Regions from separate parts of the Ovis aries genome. Here region 2 is linked to region 1. A link is a contact called in public Hi-C data. All regions are on one chromosome and are shown on one strand. The core of a region is the stretch at or near the end of the contact, and the rest is flanking DNA. Distances in the headings are between cores, read along the strand shown. Region 1 overlaps YY1 (YY1 transcription factor). Region 2 holds the start of WDR25 (WD repeat domain 25).

The links. A called contact is a pair of places that touch in the nucleus more often than the background predicts.
Region 2: a Hi-C map of blood shows a contact between it and region 1, with 6 times the contacts expected there. The contact joins the promoter of WDR25 here to the enhancer-like site in region 1. A contact is called at or near these places in 9 of 16 Hi-C or Micro-C datasets (blood, liver, mixed tissues and 3 more).

What each region holds. Positions count from the first base shown.
Region 1 is chr18:62,831,401-62,835,167 of ARS-UI_Ramb_v3.0, reverse strand. YY1 (YY1 transcription factor) reads right to left here. Exons shown (of 5, transcript XM_027957397.3): 3 at 427-487. Among named protein-coding and RNA genes, the nearest start is that of YY1, 20 kb to the right of the region's middle. Within about 2 kb of position 1,942, at least 7 of the 54 cell types and tissues checked have an H3K27ac peak or open chromatin away from gene starts, as enhancers often do.
Region 2 is chr18:62,909,599-62,913,562 of ARS-UI_Ramb_v3.0, reverse strand. WDR25 (WD repeat domain 25) reads right to left here and starts at 1,943. Exons shown (of 7, transcript XM_027957401.3): 1 at 1,913-1,943. WARS1 (tryptophanyl-tRNA synthetase 1) reads left to right here and starts at 2,089. Exons shown (of 11, transcript XM_012099042.5): 1 at 2,089-2,147.

The DNA.
Region 1 (3,767 bases), core at 693-3,192:
GGAAATGATGAAGCCTTAATAGGCTTACTCTAGCACTATGCAAAATCAAATTTCCATAAGGAGCCCACAGTCCTATAAAGGTCTGTGGGTGAGACACAGCCCAATGTCGTAAGATTAGACTTGTTTAACAACTCAAAAAGAAGAAGAAAAAAAGAAGAAACAAAATCCTAACAGAGTATATTGAATATACAGTGACAATAAAAACACTGGTGCCCTACAGTAATCCCATTTCAGAGTATGTAAATTTAAGTGGCCTTTAAGGAACAACAAAACTTTCATCACAAAATACAGTCTCTTGAATTTAGAACCCAGATTCTAGTTCCTCAGTGAGTCTCAATTATGAAGATGGAAATAAAAGCGCGACTTCTTACAAGCTCTCTACAGCTTCTTCCACAGAAATGAGCACTTTCCCCTAGCGTTACTTACTTTATGAGGGCAAGCTATTGTTCTTGGAGCGTCATCTTCTTTAATTTTTCTTGGCTTCATTCTTACCAAAGGGGGGAAAAAAGAGAGAGAGAGAAAGATTTGTAGGAATGGGTAGATTCATCTGGCATAAATCATATAGTCCCTAAAATGCTTTCCCTGTAAGTACAAAAACTAAGATTACAACATGCTGCCATGAGGGGGAAGGGAGGAGAAAATGCACGTCCACGGAGGACCTGTGACTGAAGCACTCTCCCACCTACAGGTAAGGATGCTTAAGCACAACACAAGGAAGGTGCTGCCTTCAGTCTCAAAGCTAATAAGCTGGTGCATCGTTAGGGTGGCACTGCGATCTGTGTGATTTAAGTATCTGCTCCTCCTTCCGGACTCTTCAGTAAGATATGGGAGGGTCTTAAGGAGGGTGTGCATCTTATGATGGCAGAAACTACCTGTAATAGACCATTTTTAAAGGGTTACAGAAAAGTCCATTTAAACAGAGAATTATCTATCTATATGTACCTTTTTTCACACTGCTTAATTTTTATCATACTATTAGTTGCGGTGGTGGTGGTGGAAGGGAGATAACAGTTTCAAGCACTTGGGCAGTGAAGGAGAGCCTTTCGTGGAGTGACTACCTGGAGCTTGCTTGGTAACTTACCTACCTGCTATTTTCACTGAACCAACCTTTGGTCTTTTGTCAAAATTTTCTCTCCAAAACTCCCTACAGATCTGTGTGTGGTAGAGGGGTGAGGAAATAAGAGCTTCTAGAAAAACTATATGAGGATGAACATTCAGTGAACAACTAAATGAGGGTGAACTCCTAAATGAGGATGAACATTCAGTGACCACTAAGCTGATGTCCTCTCGAGTAAGCTAGCTGACCCTCACTCTCCAGACGCAAGACTGCAAGACTGCTGCGGCCATCTTCAAGTCAGCAAAGGGCCTAACAATACCAGCCTTCTTCTCTCTTTATCTGAGCTCAGATACTCCCTTCCTCTGTCAAATCTGAACTTCAGAAATCATCTCATGAAACTTGCCACACCCCGGATGAGCAGAGGTGACACAATTTTATCTGCTAGCTATAACTTATCTCTAAGGAGTCTGTTCAAGATCATACACATTTCCTACTTGGAATTCTAAGAGAATGTTTTCAGTCTGGTACCCTCCCCAGGCCAACCCTGCGGATACTTGTTCGTTCTTGTACTTGGAAGATTACCACATCAGTCAGCAAACATTTTCTAAGTGCCCGTTGTTTACAGGGCTCTGAACTAGCCTTTGTTATCTTAAATACTATTAAGTCTTGAAGTCTGGATCTGAGTCACAGAACTAAATAGGGCAAAATTGGTGCCACTGCGCCACCTGGAGGTCACAGTAACAGAAAGTGTACACCAAGAACCAAGCGTCAACCTTCCCAACTGAGGTGTTTCCTCTTTGAAGACTCCACTCAAATGCTGTCCTGGCCGTGAAGGTAAATGCATGATTGTCCAAATTCACAGAACGGTACTAACCTCAGAGAGGACGAATTTCACTGTGTGCAAATTATCTCAAAGATGAACCGCTCTCGGCTCTGTGGGTATGAGCACGGGGACAATGGCAGTGAGACGCCAGCGTCAAAAGGACAGCAGGCGTCACCCAGTTACCTCAGCGGCCCCGACCCCACAAAAATGTTTAATTCCTAGGAACTTTTATTATGGAAAATTTCAAATATACCTAACAGTAGAGAACTCTTGATTTGCCATTCACCCAACTCTTCATCTTTTTTAATGTTATTAAGTGGCATTTTTTTTAAAATGTCATTTTCAAAATGTATGCTAGTATTTAGCAATATAATTAAGTTTAGAATGAGTGTTAAATGTATCTGGGCAAACACCCTTGGACTCAAGGAGGAAGCGAAGGTATTTAATTGCAGCCACTCTTAAGCTTGTTGGCAAGTCACTAGAGAGAGGCAAATGAGGCCGGTACCTTTTACATTATATTCTAATGCAAACACTGAAAAGGTCATTTTTCAAACAAGTATGCTTAGAATTAAAGTGTTCTGTTTTTGTGAGTAAAGACTAAAATTTCTGTGGCAACAACTGGTACATCAACCTACAAAATAAATTCTGAAAAAGATGAATTTTCTTACAAGACTACAAGACTTCTACTTAGAGGATCTTCTTGACCGGCCCAAATGAGCCAGCAACCACTAAGACCTGGGCTTCCCCTTGGCTGACTTGGGCCTGGAGGCACGACAGCAGCAGGCGCCACGAGTGAGCCAGGATGGGGTGTGTGGCTGGTGCCGCAGACCTTGAGCAAATCACTAAAGTCCCCAGCCTCAGTTTCTTATTCTGTAAAAAGGTGAAATGCTACCTGATCAGAGCTGCAAAGGTTAAAAAAGAGATGCTGTGTTAAGCTTTTGAGAAACAATGGCCATTATTACTGCCAGCCTGTGCTAAATGGGCTTAGCTAAAAATGAGTTTATTGCTTTAAAAAAAAATCACAGTTGTAGTCAACAACCCAGAAGGCACTGGGGCCTCCAAACCCCCGTCATCAACTCAAGAGCTGGAGTCTGAGAAACGACAGCAAAGGCAAAGCGGAAAGGGCCTCCATGTACTGGAAGTTTATGAACAAGCCCGGGAGCCATCAAGTCTCCTGTTCAATCAAAACTCTAGTCGTAGCAGCTTTCTCTCTGACGCCTGTGGCGTCCCTGCTGATTTCACACGATGTCATCCTGTGCACACTGTAAAGGCTGGATACCAGGACCACAAACTGCAGGAATTTCCTGGACAATTTTCAGCAGGGCATTAGGTAAACCAAAAGTTCCAACTTAGTTAAACATGCAAATATCCTAGGAGCTAAGAGGAAAGGTTTCTGAAGACTCTTCAGACTGGAGCCACCTGTGCTGACAGGACAGCGGGCCCTATGCAGCGGAGCTGCCATCCGCAAGCGCAGTTCACCTCCCTCTGCGTCAGCTGAGACAGACGAACCAAAGGGTCTAAGCCAGTTCTCTCTTGGGCAATGTACAGTCATTCATGAGATATTTAAGAGTTTCAAGGCACTTTCAGCTCCCCCATCACACCTTTGTATTAACCCAGTGAAAAAACCTCAGGGCGGGGGGCGGGGGAGGGGGTAGTAACTCAGGACTGACTATTGGTTTTTCTGCTCTTCCTGGACAGGTCTCCTAAGGGCTAAGGTTAATGAAAAACACACAAATTTAACCAGGAAACGATTCTCCAGGTCCCACCCACCATGCAATTTTTGAACTATTTACTGAGAGAACATTTCAAGGAAGAACAAAATCACCATAGTCCCACCTCCGCAATACCATGACTTCAAGTTACTATTTCTTATACCTGTCCACACGC
Region 2 (3,964 bases), core at 694-3,193, 78 kb before region 1:
CCTGGACGGTGGGTTTCATGTCCCCTGGAATCAACCATCCCCACCTTTCCCGTGGGCTTCCCTGGTGGCTCAGAGGTTAAAGCGTCTGCCTGCAAGGTGGGAGACCCGGGTTCAATCTCTGGGTCGGGAAGATCCCCTGGAGAAGGAAATGGCAACCCACTCCAGTATTCTTGCCTGGAGAATCCCATGGATGGAGGAGCCTGGTAGGTTACAGTCCACGGGGTTGCAGAGTCAGACACGACTGAGCAACTTCACTTTCACTTTTTCACCTTTCCCATAAGGGGTACCATTTGCCTGATAGGCTCCACTGCCAAACAAGTTACATCATCACCCAAAAATTGTTCTGTGGTCTGCCTCCTCCAATAATCCAATTTCATCTGCAGCCCAAGCCAGGCAGGGAACACCCACACACAGAGGCCCTGTCTAAATAAAACTCCAAACCTGAGCCAGCCCATCTCAAGTGGAGCTAATACAATGGACTAATTATAAACTAATGGGACAGTTGCACTGCAAAGGATTTGGCATTTCCTTAATGACTCAGTCCGGTCCTAAAACCTAATCAGACAGCTCATCTGTCTCAATTCCTATGCACAGCCCAACTCACCACAGTATCCCATGTCATCCCGCCAAATGGAACCCAGCAGGTTCCCACCACAAAGGCACCTGTTCTCAGCCTTTAGGATGGACTCCTAACCACCCAGCTGTCCAGTCAACGGAGAGGCAGGTGGCCAGAACTAAAGAGGTCTGTGGGAAAAGATCAAGAGTAGAGGCCATGAGGCCCACTTCCTATGGGGCCCAATTCCTACTAGGCAAGGTAGCAAGGACTGAATGAATGCAGGCAAGTGGATGTTAGGGCTTCCTATCTGCTTCATGTACATTTCATTCCGTCCTTCAACAAATACCAACGGCACAGGCGCTACTAACCAAGCCCCAGCTCACCATGCTCAGATGCCAGTGCAGACAGACAGACCAGAACCAAGTGAAACAGAGCATGTCCGGAGGTGAGAAATCCTAAGGAGAAAGGCAGGATAGAAAAGAAAAGCAGGCGTGATGGTGGACTTGGGATTGCAGTTTCCCTGCAATTGGGAGGCCAGGGCAGGCCTCAGGCATAAAACGATCATCTTAAGGCAAGGAACCAGAGGCGATGGAACCAACAAAACTGATCAAAATGGGGTGGGAGAGAAGAAGGCAAGGACAAGTCATGGAAAAGAGGCGAAAACGGAGAACAAAATAAACTCTAGAGAAAACTGTTTGCTGCCTTTTATGTGTCTAAGGCAAAGGAGGGGGAAAGGAAGTTTTTTTGTTTTGTTTTGTTTATGGAAATGAAGGAGCCAGTAAACCAAGAAGAACAGCCAGAAGAAAAAGTCAAGTCTTTGGAAAAATAAGGCTATAAAAGCGGGGAGAGTGCCATGGACAGTCATCAACATGTCAGTTCCACCAAAACATAGAACTTTCTGTGTTTTGTTCACTATTTAAATCACCAGCATCTAGAAATATTTGTGAAATACAACCCAGTGAGAGGGGGGACACAGAGAACGTAAAAGGAATAGGATGTTGTCATTCAACAAATATTTCCTGATTACCTACTCTGTGCCAAGTCTTATGTTAGGTCTTATGGACTGAAATGAAACACAAAACACAGACCCTGCGCCGGAGGCTAAGACTGATGAAGGCCACTAACAAGAGACGACCAGGGGTGGGTTTTGAAGAATGAATAGGAGTTAGCCGGGCTGTCAAGAGCGAGAGGTGAGGATCGTCAGGAGGGAGCAGTGAGCACCGTCCAGGGCACTGCGCGCTCGGAAGGAACCGGAGATACAGGGAGACAGATACACGCGAAAAGGGCGGGCAGCGTTCGGGCCGCCGGCAGATAGCAGTCCCCTCCCGCCCCCGGCCCGCCGCTCACCACACGCACCGGAAGCTCTCGGTCCTGCGGAGGGTCGTCCGGCCAGCGCCCTGAAACCCAGTAGCGTTCCGCCTGTGTTGGGACCGCCAGCCAATCAGCGGCGGCCTCCGTCCGGCAGCCCCGCGCGAAGAGCCAATGAGGGCGCAGCCTAGCCGGAAGTTGTTCCAGCCGGAAGGCGTTTCCACGGACGCCTAGGAGGCCACCCGTGGCTGAGCCGGCAACGCTGACGGGCCCGGCTGGGCCGGTAAGTGAGGGGATGAAAAAAGCCGGGGGAGGCCGGGGCGGAGCCCAATGATCTGGCCCTCCCGGAGCCGCTTGCACGCCAAGCCCTGAGGTGTTCTCCTCAGAGCCCGGCTCTCTGCTCGCCGGCTTCTGGCCCCTCGCCCCCTTTTCCCTCAGCGCCGCCGACCCTGCCCTGTCATGCACTCGCAGCGGCACCGGACCTTCATCGTCTCCCTCCTGTTTGTTTCCCTAAAGGATGAGGCCCCACTTTTAAGTGTCGGCCGTGTGACAGGGGCTTTGCCTCTGGTATCGCACCTAGTCGCCTCCCCGGTGAAGTTGTGTGTTTAGTCACTTCAGTCATGTCCGACCCCTTGCGACCCCCACGGACTGTAGCCCACCAGGCTCCTCTGTCCATGGAATTCTCCAGGCAAGGATACTGAAGTGGGTTGCCCTGCCCTCCTCCAACGGTGAAGTTAGGAGGCTGCTCTTTTGCCCATTTCACAAGTGAAGAAACGGAGGGTGATGCAGAAAGATGATGTGATTTGCGCGAGGGTCTTGTAACAAGGAAACGCCCAAACTGGGATTGAATACCCAGGTCTCATCCCAGAACTCAGCGGTCTTTCCAGTGCCCTGCGTCGCCTCTGTGAGCAGCGGCGGCAGCGAGGAATTTGTCATCTGCTTTTCCACCCGCCCTCCCCCGCTGTCACCGCATAACATACACAGTTCTCCACACTGATGCCGCGAACGGGGGAACAGAAACAGGGCGAGGAGGTTATGGGAAGGCCAGCCTGAGGTGTAGGGTGGCTGATGCAATGACCAGCTAACAGCCTGGTTCTCCAGAGAGTTTCCCTGGTCTCCACCTGCATGCCCCGCCCTCCAAGAGGTTGGTCATGAGGTTGAAGTGTTTCTGAGAAACTGGGTCGTTTATAAGAAACTCCTACATGCAAGTGGTAGAGGGTGGGGCAAAAAGGAAACCAAAAAAGAAAAGAGTCTTTTTTGAAAAGGAAACTGAAAGAAAGAGAGCAAGACTATTTAAGAGCTGGAGCTGCACTGGGCAGTCTCAGCTCCTGGCTCCAGTGGCCACCTCTGCAGTGATTCCTGCCGCCCGGTACGTATTGCCATCTTTTGCTAGGTTTAGCGTTTATTGAGTATTGTTACCAGCTTTTTCCCAGAGTGTTGGAAACCCTGGCTTCGGGGATGAGGAGTAGTCTTAGGACCACGGAGTTGTGCATTTCATTGCATCTATTGACCCAAAGCCCTGGTGACTCACAACTTCTGTAGGGACTAGAGATCCTGGCTGAGCCACTGCCTGTTTGGAGTCATAGCTTGACTTTCAGCACTTTGATGTTGGCTGTCCTGCTCCAGTGTTCTTGCCTGGAGAATCCCAGGGACGGGGGAGCCTGGTGGGCTGCCATCTATGGGGTCGCACAGAGTCGGACACGATTGAAGCGACTTAGCAGCAGCAGTCCTGTTTCTCACTGGTGAGGTCTCTAAGTAGTCCATCTCCATCCACAGTATCTCACCTTGAACTCCTAAGTAGCTTATGCCTGGCTTAATGTAGATTAATGTCCTCTTTGCCTTTTAAGATAATGTTCATCTTATCATTTAGAGGGGAAAGACAAGCATTTTCTTGTCCTCTGGAAACTTGACAGTCCAAGGCCATTGTCATCCACACTCAGGTGCCAGGGCGTGGTGGGTGATACCCCACCTTGGTAATATTCCAGGCGCCCAGAAGGCCCCTGCTCTTCTGAGCTGCTCCAGGGCTGGCTGTCGTGCACGATGCCGCCCTCCCCACAAACTGCAAAGTCAGTGTATTCTGGTCTCATCTGTGAGATGACT